Regions from separate parts of the Mus musculus genome. Here all the other regions are linked to region 1. The links are chromatin contacts, called in public Hi-C maps. All regions are on one chromosome and are shown on one strand. The core of a region is the stretch at or near the end of the contact, and the rest is flanking DNA. Distances in the headings are between cores, read along the strand shown.

Region 1 (2,668 bases), core at 46-2,545:
CCAGCCTGGCACACATCTGAGTGGGGGCTGTTACAGAATTTTGTTTTCCTTTAAAATAATTGGCTGGTGCGAGGAGCCGAGCCATAAACGTAACTGCTGCTTTCCTCCTGATTGGTGGTTGCTAGGGAGCGACTTGGAGGTGCAGGCTTGTTGGTTCAGCCTTAGCTCAGGTTCTCCAAGTTGGACTCTGAACCCAAGATGGAGTTGGTTTGGTCTCTGAGCTGCGCCTCTGGTAAGTGCTGTTGAGGGTTTAACCTTCTTCCATTCTCAATGATAACACGTCCAGGTACTGACCCCTGACTCCCCCCGCCACAACTTCCAGAAGGGTCTTCAAATTAACCTCCTTATTGCATGTTGTGGGTAGAACGTTTTCCTTTTAGGTCTGTGGAGACCATATTTGATCTCTTTTCCAGTTTCATCTTATTTATGCTTCCTGTCTGGGACTTAGCAGAACTTGCCCTTGAAACGGCTTAAACAAGCACTTAGAATCTGGTTTGAGGTAGGATCAACAGCAGTTGATTGTCCTTTTCCTGGCTAGCTGGTTGGGCTTTCTGTCCAAACAGCTGCAGCGCCCTAGGGCAGGTCACATGACCCCTGCTGTCCTGACCACGGGCAGGTCCCAGCCTGGGGTACCTGAGCCTTCACATGCTGTTCCTGACATTTCGGTTTCGACTTTAGCACTGTCCTTTAGAGTTGTGTTTCGGACCCAGGAAGGAGGTCCCCCCCCCCCCCCATCTCCATGTTTGGCCTGCAGCTGTGTTTGTATGATTTCGCAATTTTTCCTTCATCTCAACTGGGCTGCGCGATTGGACCCGTGTCATCTGCAGCCATCGGTAATCTTCACTTAAATTAATCTTTCAAAGAAGCCGATTAAGTTGATTGCGCTCCACAAGCCGAGGTTTGGTGTCCGTACCTTTCAGCTGTTTACAGAAGTGATTAGAATGAGAACTTTGTATATGAGTTTTGGTAACCAGTTAAACTTATTTTTGGATCTTGTCTTAATGGTTTATTTCCATCATGTGCCTGTTTTTAACACAAAAACTGAAAATGAGGAGGGGCGGGATTTAATCTTACTGTGTGCATCTGTGCCTCTCAGGCATCCTAGGATAGCCACGGCCTTGACTCAGCTTGGGTGTCCTAAGAGATCCGTGACGAATCACCAACATTGTTTCTTCTAGCTCTAAGTTCTCTTTGCAGTTAAAACCATTATTTCTAATTTAACATAAGCAAAGACCTTGTGGCCACTGCCTGGGCTGCCTAGTGTAGAATTTAGCCCAATGCATTGCAAACATTTGCCTGCCAATCAATCTGAGTCTGCGCAATGTAGTCTTTCAGAACAGGGAGCGTGCTCCACAGGGAGCCCTTCCTGAGTGAGCAGATTCACTTTTAAGTCCATGGAAAAGTTGACACAGGAAGTTGAGTGTTGTTTAGAGGCAAAGTCAAAGAAAGGTGTTGGCTAACAGCTCTGTTTTGTGTGGCCTAAACTCTGCCTAGGAGTTTTTTTTTTTTTTAAGATTTATTTATTTATGATATGTAAGTACACTGTAGCTGTCTTCGGACACCCCAGAAGAGGACATCGGATCTCATTACAGATGGTTCTGAGCCACCATGTGGTTGCTGGGATTTGAACTCAGGACCTTCGGAAGAACAGTCAGTGCTCTTAACCGCTGAGCCATCTCTCCAGCCCCATGCCTAGAAGTTTTTTAAGACCAATGTATGAAAAGCTTAATTCTAAAGAGGAAATTTAGATGTCTCCCTTCTCTAGGAATATCTTAAGGCCGGAAACGTGCTGGAACCAAGGGTGGCCTTTCTTCTCATCTTCTGTCTCTCAGTCGTTCCTAACTAATTCCACGAAGCCACCAGCCCTCACAGCTTCTCTGTGGACAGATGAATATTTTTTATCATAACTTAAGCATGGTAAATAAAGGATATCACTTTCTTATTGTAAATATCAATGTCTTCAAATGGAACAGTATCATGATTATTTTAACTGTAACCAGTTAAATGGAATGTAAATGCCATAGACATTTGATACCTGTCATTATCATTAAAAAGTACTAGAATCAGCTTAAAATAATAAGTTCTTCCCCTCCCCCTTTCAGCTAATATTCTATTCCTAAGGAATTTTATCCTGGAATACCATATGTATTCCTGCAAAAGTATGTACATAATGTTTAAATTAGATTTCTGTATCAGTAAGGGTCTAAATATAAATATTTAAAAATCTATGTATATAGTTACTTCAGTACTAAGCTAATGATTGTTATCACACACTTGTGTACAAGTAGATGCTTTGTATGTACCGTAACAGTAGAATGCAGAAGTTGTTTCTGGTAAAGCGGTGGAGCCTTTCCACTCACCCTCCCCTAGTCCTGTCCATAATGATGAATATTCATCACTCTGAGGGTAAAGAAACTGTGTCTAAGTAAATACAGAAGTGGAGCTGGAGTGATGCTATGGCAGGCCCTTCCTTGACAGGGTCTCACTATGTAGCCCAGGCTGGTCTAGACTCTGTAGCCCAGGCTGGCCTCAAACTTGCAGTCTTCCTGCCACAGGCTTCGAGGTGCTAGGATTATAGTGAGGAGTTATCACCCTCAGCTCATTGATCTCTTTCTAAGTTGAGCACCAGGCTATTTAGTTTGCTTTCAGCACATCTGTATGTTAGCCT
Region 2 (2,668 bases), core at 93-2,592, 150 kb before region 1:
TATTATTTCTGAGAACTTCCCACCGGCATCTCTTCTCTCAAAAAATAGCTCACGCTAGTCACTGTGTGAGTGTGTGTATGCGCACATACATGCCGTGTTCTCGGAGGCCGGAGGAAGATACGGGGCATCGCCCTCTGTTGCTCTTTATCTCACTGCCTTGACTCTCAGTAAACTTGGGGCTTGTCGATTCAGTTAGGGAGGCTGGCCAGTGGGCTCTTGTAATCTGCTTGTCTCTGCCCCCCAATGCTGAGGTTACAGGCATGGGTAGCCATGTCTGCTTTTGTACTGCGGGGTTAAACCTGGGTCCTCATGCTTGCTGTGCTAAGCACACACATCCACTGCCTTATCCCCACCCCTTCTTCCCACCCTTGCCCAGACCTTAGTAGACAGAGCATCGTGTAGCAGCTATTGGCCTTGAACTTTCTGTCTAGTCAAGGCTGTCCTGAGCTCCTGGTCCCTGCCTGTCCTTGACATGTGCTGGGTTACAGGGATATGCCTCTCACTTGGCTCAGATGCTGGCATTAGGTAAGGATTCAGAAAAGACCACTGAGTTGCTCCTCCCGAACCACACACTTGGTGACATCTGTGTTTTCAGAGACGTGTGGGTTCGGAAAGTACCATTTAAGAAGTTGATGATTTTATTCCTCTTTCTGGTAAATACTACTTTCTTGGTGATTTTATTTAATTGAGAGCAGGAATAAGAACAATAATTTGCATTATATATAATTCTGGTTTTGATACCCTAACTGAAACATTGAAATGTTGATCATGATTTCTGTGACTCTTCTAATGGTGTTGACTTGCTCACGACCTGTTCTCTGTCTCTCTAGGCACCAGAGTTTCCTGAGTTCAACACTCAAGTCCAAGAAGCTATCAATTCGCTGGGGGGTAGTGTCTTCCCTAAGCTTAACTGGAGTGCCCCAAGGGTAGGAAGATGTAAAGAAATCTCACTATTTGAGTAGTTGTTTGTTTTGTTCTGTATTCATTTTATATTCCCTCCGAGCATCTAATGTACCTTCCATTACATTCTTAATTTCAGGGAAAGCACTGTTGAGATTATTATATTTTTCCTCTGTTGTTTTATTCTTCTGATTTTGCTGTTTGTACTTTCTACGAAATACTGTGCATTCTGCCAAAAGACAATTTGACCTCTTGTGTTGCCAATTGTACTAGGATTCTGGGTATGTTCGTAGTCTGCATTATTTAAAACTTCACCCTCTCAGTTGAGCAAGGTTTTCTCTATTGAAAAGTACAATAAATATGGTGGCCCAGAGAGATAGCTCAGTGGGTAAAAGTGCCTGCCATCTAGCCAGATGACCTGAGTTCATTCCAGGGACCCACGAGGCAGGAGAGAACTGAGTGTTGAAAGTTGTCCTCTAACCTTGCATACACAGACACACACAGACACAGACACGCTTGTACACAGTGGCAGGGATCCAGTTTTGTTTCTCCGCATATTCGGTGTTTGCCATGACCGTCCTTTTGCAAACACCCTGTCCTTACCTGAGGCATACTACTACAATTAATAACATCTTCCCATTCCATGTTTTGCCATCCTTAGAGTTAAGAGTTGCATTATTTTTTATTCAGCTGTGTGGTTTGCTGTGTACATACTGATGTTTTTGTGGGATTAAATATGATTTGGGTATACTTTCTTTAACTAGAAGTTTATTGTCTTTTTTTATTGGGAGAAATTATAAAGATATCATGTAGAGGTTTTTTAAATTCATTTTTAGTTTCTCAGGCAACTTTTCATCTACATGAATAATGTTTGAAATTTTCTTTGTTTCCACTTAAGATAGGAAGATTATTTCTGGTTGTAAATTCCTTATGCACCTGTTCATTTGTTTATGGAATGACTTGTATACACCAGTGCTTTCTTCCATGCAGTGTGGGTAATGGGACAGTTTTGGTAGTTATTGGTGTTTTCCATTGTGTATTTTAGCCTGTGTCTGAGCTGTCTATAGAAGTGTGACTTTATCACACTGCGTTGGGCCCGGTTACTTTACGTCCACATGTCCGGTGCAGCCCTGCTTTGGGTTGTGGTGGTGAAACTGTTTGACTTATTCCTTCCTGATCAGATGAACAGGGTCTTGACTGCCCTGAGCATCCAAGTTCAGGTGCTCGTCGGTTGGTCTCCCCAATCAGGGAGGCTGGAAATGACTGCTTTCACTGTGGAGAGCAGCTGATTCTTCACCACGTGAATCTTCGCCCTGACCTGTGTGACTTCATTAACCTTCCTTCCATCTTATCGTGAAAAACGCCCTGGTCTAAATGTGTGGGTCCTCCTATCTCAGTGTGCATAACTACACTTTTTTGAAAAAAAAAATTATACTCATTTGTTTTGTGGGTGGGTATACTTGTGTGTGCATTTTTGGAAGAGGACAATTTGTGGGACGTGGTTCTCTTCTCCCGTGTGTGGCGCAGTATTGCAGTCAGTGGTCAAAGCTGGTGGGAAGTGCCTTTGCCTGCTGAGCCATCTTGGTCCTCAGCGTACATGGCTGGGTGTCTAGCATGGGCTGATCATGCTGTTTGTTGAGAAGTGTAATTTGACCCTGGAGGCGCTGTGCACTGGTGCTCTCTCATCTGTGTGCCTGGGCTGCACTCGCTGGGTGTGTCGTAACTCATACATGTTTATTGTTTAGGATGCGTACTGGATAGCGATGAA
Region 3 (2,668 bases), core at 44-2,543, 150 kb after region 1:
TCGAAGGGATTTGAAGCTATTATCTTCAAAGGGTTCTTAAGGAAACTAATGAGGTCACAGGGTGGCTCCTGAATGGCCCCCGACAGGACTCTACTTGATAACATGAAACTCTAGATTAGAAGGATCTAGGAAGGAATCCTTACTGTAAACAGAGTTAATAGTCTTGTTTGTGAGATTCCCAGGAGATGCCTGTGAGGAAGCTGGGGCTCTATCCAAGGTCTTATGCATGTGCTCTCATTGCTATTTTAAAATGAAATGTCTGTACACGAATAAGTATTATCTTTGTTGGCAGCCTTCAAAGCTAATGTTGGCTGTTGGAGAATTCTCACTCCTTAGTCGGTGATGGTGAGAGGCTTCACCGGACCTGGGGCAGAGAGGCGCACGTTCCTTCTGACGCTTCTCACACATTTACTTGGCTTGATGATAGCATTTCAGGGGCTGAGGCCAGATCATACCAAACTAAACAATGAAGCGTTTTAGGCTAGCCTAGATTACATAATAAGTTCCAGGTCAGTTGGAGGTCTATATGGCTAAATGAATTTCATCCATCTTTCTGCTACTGATTTTCCTTGAGAAATGGAATGTGTGTATGTGTGCACATATATTCACATGCACATTTGAATGTGTGTATGCATATGCATGTGTGCACATACTTGTGTGTGTGGATATGCATTTGTATGTGTGCATGTACATGCGTGTGTGAGTGCATGTGTGTGTGTGTGTGTGTGTGTGTGTGTGTGTGTGTGAGCGAGCATCTTCACATTCAGATGCACATGACTGGATGCCAGAGTCAACAGGGAGAGCCTTCCTTAGTCATTTTTCATGACATTTTTTGAGACACGGTCTCTCTTTGACTCAGGTAGATTGACTGGCCAGTGAGTTTCAAAGATGGATGCCCGTGGTCTCTGCCTCCCCACCACCTCTAGCACTGGCCCAGCCTGCTCAGCTTTTGAGATGGGTGCTGGGGATCAAAATCACGTCCTCAGCTAACAAGCTAGCAAGTACTGACTGAACCACCCTCCCAGCCTGGGGAATTGATTTTTCCTCCCATCCTGTTAGAATTGTGGGGCTACTTTGTTTTCTCTCTACTTTCTGAACTATCTTCACTCCATTTTCAAGAAAACTGCTCTGAGTGGTTTGTTCTGCCAGTGTCCAACCTAGAATAGTGTTGGGAAAGAAATGATTGGACCAATGGCTAACAGCCAGATCAGATGTCGCTACAGAGCTCCAGCCTCAAGTCTGTGTCGACTGGCCAAGGAAACCTGACAATAACCCCCATCCTGATTGGTCCAAACGACAAGGACTTGATCAATAAGTGCCAGCTGCCCTGATTTTTGTCCTCATTTCCAACGTAGAACCAATGGGGGGCAGGTACATAATGCTCCCAGTCACACGGGAGCCTTGCTGTTCCAGGCGCTCCTGCAGAGATCCCAGGCCTCGAGTGTCACCAGGCCAGCCGTCTTCACTCAGGGGACAGCTAAGCCTTCCCTTTTTTCTGCTACAAAGCCTCCTGCTCCACTTCTCTGGCTGCTTTCTCTTGAGTCTCTGCCAAACACAGTGACAGTGTCTAACTCCCTTTATAGTAAGCTCTGATGAATAACCTTTCTTTTCTCCTTTTGGTGACTGCATTGTCACACAGGAAGAGACCCAGGAAAGAGCCCGGCTCTACCTGCTTAGGTGCTTTGTCTGGTTATGACCTTGCGGCCACATCTGCACCTGTGTAATTGGGCTTCAAGGCTCATTTGTCCCTCCCTCCCTCCTGCCCTCCTCCCTCCCTTCATCTCTTCTACTTTTCCATGTGTGTGTGTGTGCATGTGCATATGTGTTATATATATACATATATCATACATGTATGCTTTCAAGTGGAGGCCAGAGGACAACTTTAAGGTCTTGTTCCTTAAGTAACATTGATGATGATGATGATGATGATGATGATGATGATTGGATCGTGAGGCTCCCTAATCACACTAGTCAGGTTGGCCAGCAAATCCCAGGAAGAAGGCTGTCTTCATCCTCCCAGTTCTGGAATTCACGTACATGCCACCATGCCTGACTTTTGTCCATTTTTAAGTGTCGGTTCTGGGAATTGAAGACAGCTCTTACGTTGATGCACTGTGCTGCCCAAGGTACTGGGTCCTGCTGAAAGAATGGCTATCTGAATCCAGTTGCTGCTCAGGCCACAGGATCTGCAGTAGCCAGTCCCCTTCTCACAGGCAGCCTACTGGAGCATGACCTAGGACTCTAACAATCCAAGTTCCAGGATTTTTTGCCTGGGGAAGTGAGTTTATGTCAAAGCGGGTACTCGGAGGCCTCACTTTCTCCCTGTTATCCCAATTCCTGTCTGGAAATTAGAAAGCCAGGCTACAAGGCTATGTAGTGAAACCACCACATCCTTGGAAAGCTCTAAGACAAGACTCTTATCATGGGGCCCTGCTCTCCTCTCTTCAAAGCCTTCTCCATGCCCCAAGTCTTTCTTGGTGCTGGGGTCTGAACCCTCCTCAGAGCTCCTGCTATACTGTTGTCTGTCTGTCTATCCACTGTGTCAAAGAAATTCTTTTAATAAACTTCTTACTCCCCAGGATCCATATTAGGGTCCTTCTTGAACCTTTTATATAAACACTATGGCCTCTGACAGTCATTGTGATAACTGGTAACAACAAAATGGTCT

The links. Hi-C and Micro-C count contacts between places; a contact is called where the count stands out from the background.
Region 2: a contact with region 1 is called in a Hi-C map of liver, with 2.0 times the contacts expected there. The contact joins two enhancer-like sites. A contact is called at or near these places in 1 of 484 Hi-C or Micro-C datasets (liver), 2 of 115 datasets of contacts at active chromatin or transcription factors (both in embryonic stem cells) and 2 of 9 other capture datasets (adipose tissue and liver).
Region 3: a contact with region 1 is called in a Hi-C map of liver, with 1.6 times the contacts expected there. The contact joins two enhancer-like sites. A contact is called at or near these places in 2 of 484 Hi-C or Micro-C datasets (liver and nephron progenitors) and 2 of 9 other capture datasets (liver and pancreatic islet).

What each region holds. Positions count from the first base shown.
Region 1 is chr2:5,667,803-5,670,470 of GRCm38.p6, reverse strand. All of the region lies in intron 1 of Camk1d (calcium/calmodulin-dependent protein kinase ID), which reads left to right. Among named protein-coding and RNA genes, the nearest start is that of Camk1d, 46 kb to the left of the region's middle. Within about 2 kb of position 1,295, at least 17 of the 459 cell types and tissues checked have an H3K27ac peak or open chromatin away from gene starts, as enhancers often do. A contact at or near this core is called in liver, where this site is marked.
Region 2 is chr2:5,821,360-5,824,027 of GRCm38.p6, reverse strand. It overlaps Cdc123 (cell division cycle 123), which reads left to right. Exons shown (of 13, transcript NM_133837.5): 5 at 831-926; 6 at 2,646-2,668. Among named protein-coding and RNA genes, the nearest start is that of Gm29984, 2.9 kb to the left of the region's middle. Within about 2 kb of position 1,342, at least 8 of the 459 cell types and tissues checked have an H3K27ac peak or open chromatin away from gene starts, as enhancers often do. A contact at or near this core is called in liver, where this site is marked.
Region 3 is chr2:5,518,141-5,520,808 of GRCm38.p6, reverse strand. The region is part of intron 2 of Camk1d (calcium/calmodulin-dependent protein kinase ID); the gene reads left to right. Among named protein-coding and RNA genes, the nearest start is that of Gm36853, 37 kb to the right of the region's middle. Within about 2 kb of position 1,293, at least 26 of the 459 cell types and tissues checked have an H3K27ac peak or open chromatin away from gene starts, as enhancers often do. A contact at or near this core is called in liver, where this site is marked.